Regions from separate parts of the Sus scrofa genome. Here region 2 is linked to region 1. Evidence: chromatin contacts called from public Hi-C data. All regions are on one chromosome and are shown on one strand. Each heading gives the region's core, a stretch centred on a gene start, on an enhancer-like site or on the middle of the called end of the contact. The rest is flanking DNA. Distances are from core to core; before and after follow the strand shown.

Region 1 (3,545 bases), core at 588-3,087:
AAATGTGAATTTTCTAATTAGGGATTCAGCCAATGGTTTTTTTCTTTGAGGGGTACCTTAGTGGGGCAGGGCAGGTGGTTGAGGTTTTCTCTTTTGGCTCTAGCCCTCATAGGGGACAGTTTATCTTTATCAAAAATCCTGAGGGCATAAGGTACTTTTAAAATAAGTTACACATAAATTGTGCACACAAACCCGCAGTAGATTCCGTGAAAATCATGCAGGCTTTAATATTGGATTGAGATAAGGCATGTCCTTAGAAAGGATCCATGATTCAGTTTAAAAACTTATCTGACCTTTAAACTCCTCTGGTCCAAAAATCTGGTTGGAAATTTCATCAGGATAGATTGTATTTAAATTGTCTTTTGGTGGCAATTTGGTTGGAGTGTTTGCTGGCAGAAGGTGGACTTCAGTTTCCAGATGATTCCAGGAGGCAGTTTGCCTAGAGGCGGGCCTGGCCTTTCTAAGGATCTAAGCCATAGGAGACACCCCTCGGCACAAGCTCTCTCTCAGTGAGAGTGTTCATTTTCTCCCCATAGTCATAGCATACTGACTGTTTCTGGAAGTTTCTCCTTTAGATCCAAATAAAGCAAACATTTGCCTGAGTAGGGGTTAGCGAAAGACAGTTACTTTAAAAATAAATAAATAAAAGATGGAGCCATTCTCTCTTCCAAGTCTAAACCAACTCCCATGGCCACTTATCAAGCAGAGCTGAAAGAACACTGAAGAAAAAGTCAGAAGATTGAATGAGTTCCAGTCGCAGCCTGTCTACCACTGACCCTCAACTCTTGGGAAACTCATGTTCCTCCTCTGTAAAGGAGGGGCTGGACTCAGTATCTGACATTCTTGCCAGAGCCAAGAGTCTAGATCTCACAAGACCTATAGTTTTTGTTCTGTGTCACAGCTGCTTCTCCCAGGAAAGTCCACCCAGCAGAGGGAACCAAAGGAGTCTGGTCCCTCCCCGGCAGATTCTTGCCCCATGTGTTCCAAAGCAATCACAGCAGAGGCGAGGCACTGAAGTCAAGCGGAGGAAAGTCTAAAAACCAAGCCCAGCCCAGCCCGCACCATATCATCCTCCATCCAAGATGTCCTAAGAGCCACCATCTCACAAACAGGGATGGTCCCACCCACTGGCTCCTCAGAGCCTCACACACCACAGCTGGATGAGATTGCACATCTGTCCCAGCCCACCTACCAGGATGGGACACTGGCTAGAATCTACTGGACCTATCATCAGAGAATAAGAGCCTGGATAAAATTCACCAGGTCCCTAGAGACAGGCCAAGGTAGTAAAGAAATAGTACATGGCACTTCATTAAGTAATTAAACTGGTGTTCTAAAAGTCAACAATGTGTCTATGAAAGCACAATCTGTTTACATTTGGTCAGATGTTTTCAGCTGCAGAGTGGATTACTTCAAAGCAACCTCTTCAGAGACGCATGGAAGAAAGACGTAGGTGCTTATGAATCACGCTGAAATTGGACCCCCTTGAGATAGGGCCCATCCATGACAAATTTAATTGTAAAAAACCTCTTGGCAGAAATTTAAGAGCAAGGTGACCAGGGAGTTATTCAACATCAGTTTCCCATTTATGAAAATAAAATCGTTCCCAAACTGTTAAGTTCCCTGAGGGTAGGAACTGCATCCCGCTGGTTCATTCTTGTGCCCCTGGAAGCCAGCAGAGCTCTTGGCTCCAAACTGGCACTCAGTTCATTCTAATTAAATGAATGAGCATTCAGAGACTATAGATTCTGTGTTGGAGGATGTGTGTGTCTCACATCTGTGGGGATTAGACAGGGAAGTGACTGGCGATCAGGCCTGCCAAGGAAGGACCTCTGAACACATGCCTGCTGTTACTAAGTCTGCCGGGCCCTGGAACTTTTATTACTACTGGCTCCATTTCGCTGTGGAGCTTGCAGTTCCACTGAAGCAATTTAGGAGGAGGATGGCAGGGGTGGGAAGATGTCAGATGGCCAGCTTTCATTAACAGGCTGGGAACAAGTGGCTATCCAATGGGCTCTAGAGACTAAGAAAGCCTTATCGCCCAGCATGTGGCTTTGGAGGCCTGAGCCAGCTAAATGATTTCACTGGGCAGAAAAGTGTCCTCTATTCAAAAATTCTCTTTCTCTGTAGACTAGTGTCTCTCCCAAATATGTTGTTTTCTTTTCACTTGCCTCATTTACAGCATATTGTCCTTAGAAAAACAGGGCTCAGGAAAAAGAGCCAGAAGATTTTTCAGTTAAACGTGTTGTTAATCAGGACCTTCCAGTAAAAAACAGGGAATGGAAAAGAGATTGTGATGCCTACCAGTCCCAATTCCACATCCGCGTTGCCCTCACAGCTGCTTCTTGGCATTTTTACTAACACACCAGCCCGAGCACACGTGGGTGCGGTGGGGGAGCAGCAGAGCTTCCATCTTGCTGGCAGGCTAACACCTGTTCCACAAGAGACTTCTTACTGTCCACAGTAAGTAAGACTTCCCCTCACCACTGCTATGCAGGTTTTTAAAGGTTTTTCTGAATGAGTTGATTTTAAATGGAATTTTAGAAATTTTAAAGAGATTGTAAATTCAGCTAACCACAGATCAGTTGGACAGTGTTGAGGAGGTAACAGGATGCTTTTCTTCCTTTGACTCTACAGTCTCAGACCTTTACACAAACCAGCCCCCGTATGCCTGCAGGTAGCTAGACTTTCAGGCCTCCAGTATTCTGCTTAATTTTGAAAGTATTCATAGACTCACTTGAGATTAATAGAGCCCCTGAATTTGCACCAGATTCTCACACATTTCTCTTTTTTCCCATGCTCTCATGTTACTTTCAAATACAGTATTTCTAGCTGACCTATGTGTGCCTATCTTTATTTCCCAGTGAGAAAACAAATACCAGGTGGGTAGGAACTTGTCCCTTTCATCGCTTTGTTTTCTCTTCCCCAGATGGAAAACAAGCATTCATTCCTACTAGCATTTTGACAATGCTGTGTGACTCAGGGCTATGGGCAAGGAATGAATTATTCAATTTAAAATGACAACAATATAAATGTTTATAAAATCAGAATAAACAATTCATAATAAATTCCTATGTCCGAATGCCATTAAAAAAAATAACACTTCTGAAGAATGTAAAATAAGAGAGATGTCTCAAAATGTGAAGGTTTTTTAAATGAGAAAAATACAGAGTATGTTGTCAGAAGTTGATATGTATTCACATATAATTTTTTTATAATAAGAAAAAAACTTTGAGGATAGTAAAAAAAGACTTTGCAGTTTAAGTGTAACACACACACACCCCACTTTAGCATACAAATCAGGGCCATTTCATCCTTGGACTAGAGTTAATTAAGAAAATAGAAGTTTTTAAAAGATGAATATAAATAGCCTGTTCTTCTGGAAATAATATTCTTAGCATCATTTTGTCCTTTGTACATCTCACGTTCTCAAAACATTGAAACTAGGATAAACAGCAGTGCAGTGCCTGGTTTTGAAATTGTCACCATAGAGACGTCTATTCCAGAATTTTCCAGAGTTCTGCATAGTACCTATTCTATAGGAC
Region 2 (4,023 bases), core at 343-2,842, 400 kb before region 1:
TACATAGCAGATTTTTAAAAAGCACTAAGCACTCTTCATCAACAAACAATCCATTTCTTTATTTAAGTCTTGAGCATTAAATTAGCAAATTTTGACTTCTGATCTATTGATTTCTTAGTATTAAATCTATAGGGTCAGTGTTGAATAGATGGATTTAGTAACTCCTGGATATATTAACAAGTGAATGGTTAATAATTTTTATTTCTTTAGAAGGAATATCCAAGTCCTAGGCGTTCTGACCCTGCTCATTACTATTCCCTGCAAAATAAATGGAGGTATGATTCAGAGCACGGCAGCATCATATTTTCTTTTTTTCTTCTATTCCTTCTTATAAAGAAATACATGATGGAATATTTTGTAGCCATCTAGCTTTCTACAGAGGAAAATATGGAAAGGCCACCTTCTTCTGCTATAATAAATGTAGAAATTTCATATTTGTTGCCTAGAGAATAACTAAGTGCATTAAAACTATTTCTGTGCTCTTGATTCTATTCCCCAAAAGCACAGACATATAGGGAAACTACATAAAGTATAATGCAATTGAATGCACTTAATTTCCTTTTCCTATTCGGTCTACATGCACCACCTGGTGGTAGAGTAGTGCATTTCAAGTACTGTGCGTGTGTGTGTGTGTGTGTGTGTGTGTGTGTGTGTGTGTGTGTGTGTGAGAGAGAGAGAGAGAGAGAGAGAGAGAGAGAGAGAGAGAGAGAGAGAGAGAGAGAGCGTGCATGCAAGCGCACGCTGGGGGTATTAACATGGGGAAGAGAATTTGAATATATATTCCTAAATATTGATTTAGATTAACAATGCAATTATTTTGCAACAGATATCTCATAAAACATTAGAACGCTACTATATACACACTAGAGCAGGAAGGCAAAATAGCTTTCTTTTATTTACATGGGCTATAGCTCTTAAAATTACATCCCTAAAGTAATATTTATTACGTTGATGTTCTTACTGAGGGCAAGAATCAAACACTGATAACCAATATAGAACTAAATACTTATTTTTGATTTTTAAGAAGAATAATTTAAAAAGCATGTATCTTCCTTCTTATATTAGTTGTTAGTATGAGTAATGAGTTACAGAATTTTAAAACTACAAGGTACCATAGAGTCATTGAGATTAATTTTACAATGTAGCAGCTGAGATTCAGAAAGGCCAGGTGACTTGCCTAAGGTCATACTGGTAATTAGTAGCCCAACTCAAATAAGAACATAGGTTTTCTTACTTTAAGTCTAGGAATATAGGACATAAGATTATACTCAAAGGCAATGCTGAAATATCTCTGTATGAAGAGATATACCCATAACTCTTGAAGACACTAAGATGTGAATTAATACATATAAGTAGTTTTATTCTAACATTCTGAATAAAAACATGTGATAGTAGAAATGCATGCACCATAAAGCTGTGGAAAAGATTTCCTACTAAAAAATTCCCTTACATATAGTTCAAAGGAATATTTTTCAACTTATATACAACTGCTATATTATAAAGACAGTCTAAAAAATTCTCTTTCCCCTTCTAACTGCTTCAGAATCAGAGATTAGTTTCTACAACGTAGGTACCCATTTATAGATTTAAGCATAAACCATGTTCATAGCTCCCTCTCATGACCATTGAATGAATACTATACAAGCCTCCTTTATTCTCGCTGTTGTATTCAACTAACAGCTCACTGGTTAAGTTTTAATTGCTTCCAATGAGGTCAGCAAAGGTATTTATCGAAAAGCCCTGAATAAAAGGCTCCACACACACATACACAAGCTCACACGCGCTCACACACACAGAGAAAATCCTCTTGCCTGTTGATTTATGGAAACAATTATGATTCTGCTGGAGAATTTCTCAGCTGAGAAATAGTTTGTAGCTACACTAGAGAAGCTCAAGTTGCACAAGGCAGACAACAGACATGGAATTCTTGTGTATCCAGCTGTTATCAACAGAACAAGTAAGTGGCTGTTATTTGTCTTTAAAAACAATGCTGAATGTTTGTGAGTAGTTTATCTCTTTCTCTGGTTTTAGTACTAAGGGGAAAAGTAAAGTGACTAGCTTTTTGAGCCTTGTGATTATCTATAGTAATTATGCTGTAGAACTTACATAAAGATAAGGTTGAAATTCTCCAGAGCAATCCTGACATTTAACTTGAGAAATGTAGGCTGTTCAGGAGAAAATAAATGACAAACCACAAATGTAAAAGAATAAAAAAATCTAGAGAAAAACATTTATATTTTGTTAATAGTAGTTTTAGAACTGAATTTAAATAAATAGCTCTAATTGCAGGATGTTTCTTATGAAATAGGAACTAGAATGAATGGTACAACCCCATTCTGATTTGTCTCTACTAATGCTTAACTTTCATAAATCTACAGAGTAGTAAAGACATTGACATACTCTGTGAAAGCTGTTTTAAATGCATCTTCACAGTGTGAATAACACAGTATGTTCTAATACTATTTACCCACTGACATTTATACATACAATTTTTCATCTTCTTCTCTTTCTTCCCTCCCCATTTGTTAACCTCTCATTGCAAACAGAAGTCAAGTAGCAAACAGCATCGCAGCAACTAAGCTTATTACAACCTGTTTTTATAAGGATATACCAACAGATTTACTTAAGGAGGAATTCTATATTGTTATCAGGAACTAAAGGATAAGGCTAACAATTTGGATAGTGCAACTACTCGTTCTTAAATCCATCTACAATTCACAGATAGGAAGAGGTCAGTGACCTAGGAGCAACGATCAACTCAAGATTTAATTTTCATTATGTTATTCATGAACACCCGGAGCACTATACTATAATGCGCAAATGGATACTGACATGGATCCTGCCAAGTTTGCTCTACAGATCATGCTTCCACATTATCTGTCTGGTGGGCACTTTATCTTTGGCATGCAATGACATGACTCCAGAGCAAATGGCTACAAATGTGAACTGTTCCAGCCCTGAGCGACATACAAGAAGTTATGATTACATGGAAGGAGGGGATATAAGAGTGAGAAGACTCTTCTGTCGAACACAGTGGTATCTGAGGATTGACAAACGAGGCAAAGTCAAAGGGACTCAAGAGATGAAGAACAATTACAGTAAGTAATGTTTTATTTATGGCACAGCTTATGAGCCTTAACGACTTGTGAAAGGATCACTTTCCAAGTGACTTGTCTTTTCAGTTTCCTTTTTTTTTTTTTGAAAAAAATTAAATATCATTATTTATTTTCTAAATTGGGATGGTTAAACTATGTTCCTAAAATATCTCCTGGAACGGAGCAAATCTACTAATATTATAGTTGGAGGTAATAACCCAAGCCAATTTGAAAATATAGTCTCTACAACCTTAGTTCAAAGTGCTTTTATGTTAAGGGAAATGTAAATGATATTATTCATACTGAAATGTGATTTATTGTCTTCTAGCAAAACCCATTAGGAACTCTAATAGAGTACTCAGTAAATGCTCATCAAAATTAACTTACCATTAGTTTGAGGAATAGAGAATTTTTTAAAAATAATTTGATTTCCCTTGAAAAAATATTCCTAGGGTGTAAAATATTGAATTGTGCTAAAAATGTATTCAGTGACATATACAACTCTGTACAGTTATAAAACAGAAGTGAATCTGTGGTATCCTTTTCTGATAATGTCATAATGAGCTTGTATTTGATTGCTTAATTATTTACCTAGCACACAAATAGGCTCCTTCTAACATTTTATTTAACTAAATATTCCATGTTAGAAAAGTTCTGCGTTACCTTAAGGGAAATGTAAATGTGAAGGAGGAAATAAAAGTGAGTTGGAAGAGAAATTAATTCCATGATTTAAATGTAAAGCCTTATATTTCCCTCAGGAATCAATTATTCTTTTCATGTTAATATATCAGGGTGACTTATCATTTTAGCAGTTAGGATTAATAACCAATTTCAAAAGTCTTAAATTTTATGGGATAAAATATATACCTGAACATATACATTAACAATTTAAAATCCCTGAGTGAAAATAAATTTTGTTTGTGTTACT

Evidence for each region. A called contact is a pair of places that touch in the nucleus more often than the background predicts.
Region 2: a Hi-C map of subcutaneous adipose tissue shows a contact between it and region 1, with 2.0 times the contacts expected there. The contact joins the promoter of FGF7 here to the enhancer-like site in region 1. A contact is called at or near these places in 2 of 47 Hi-C or Micro-C datasets (heart right ventricle and subcutaneous adipose tissue).

What each region holds. Positions count from the first base shown.
Region 1 is chr1:121,877,948-121,881,492 of Sscrofa11.1, reverse strand. The region is part of intron 23 of ATP8B4 (probable phospholipid-transporting ATPase IM); the gene reads right to left. Among named protein-coding and RNA genes, the nearest start is that of ATP8B4, 250 kb to the right of the region's middle. Within about 2 kb of position 1,837, at least 8 of the 83 cell types and tissues checked have an H3K27ac peak or open chromatin away from gene starts, as enhancers often do. A contact at or near this core is called in subcutaneous adipose tissue, where this site is marked.
Region 2 is chr1:122,276,274-122,280,296 of Sscrofa11.1, reverse strand. It overlaps FGF7 (fibroblast growth factor 7), which reads left to right and starts at 1,592. Exons shown (of 4, transcript XM_021073771.1): 1 at 1,592-1,957; 2 at 2,722-3,098. The coding sequence starts at 2,813. The region is part of intron 11 of FAM227B (protein FAM227B); the gene reads right to left.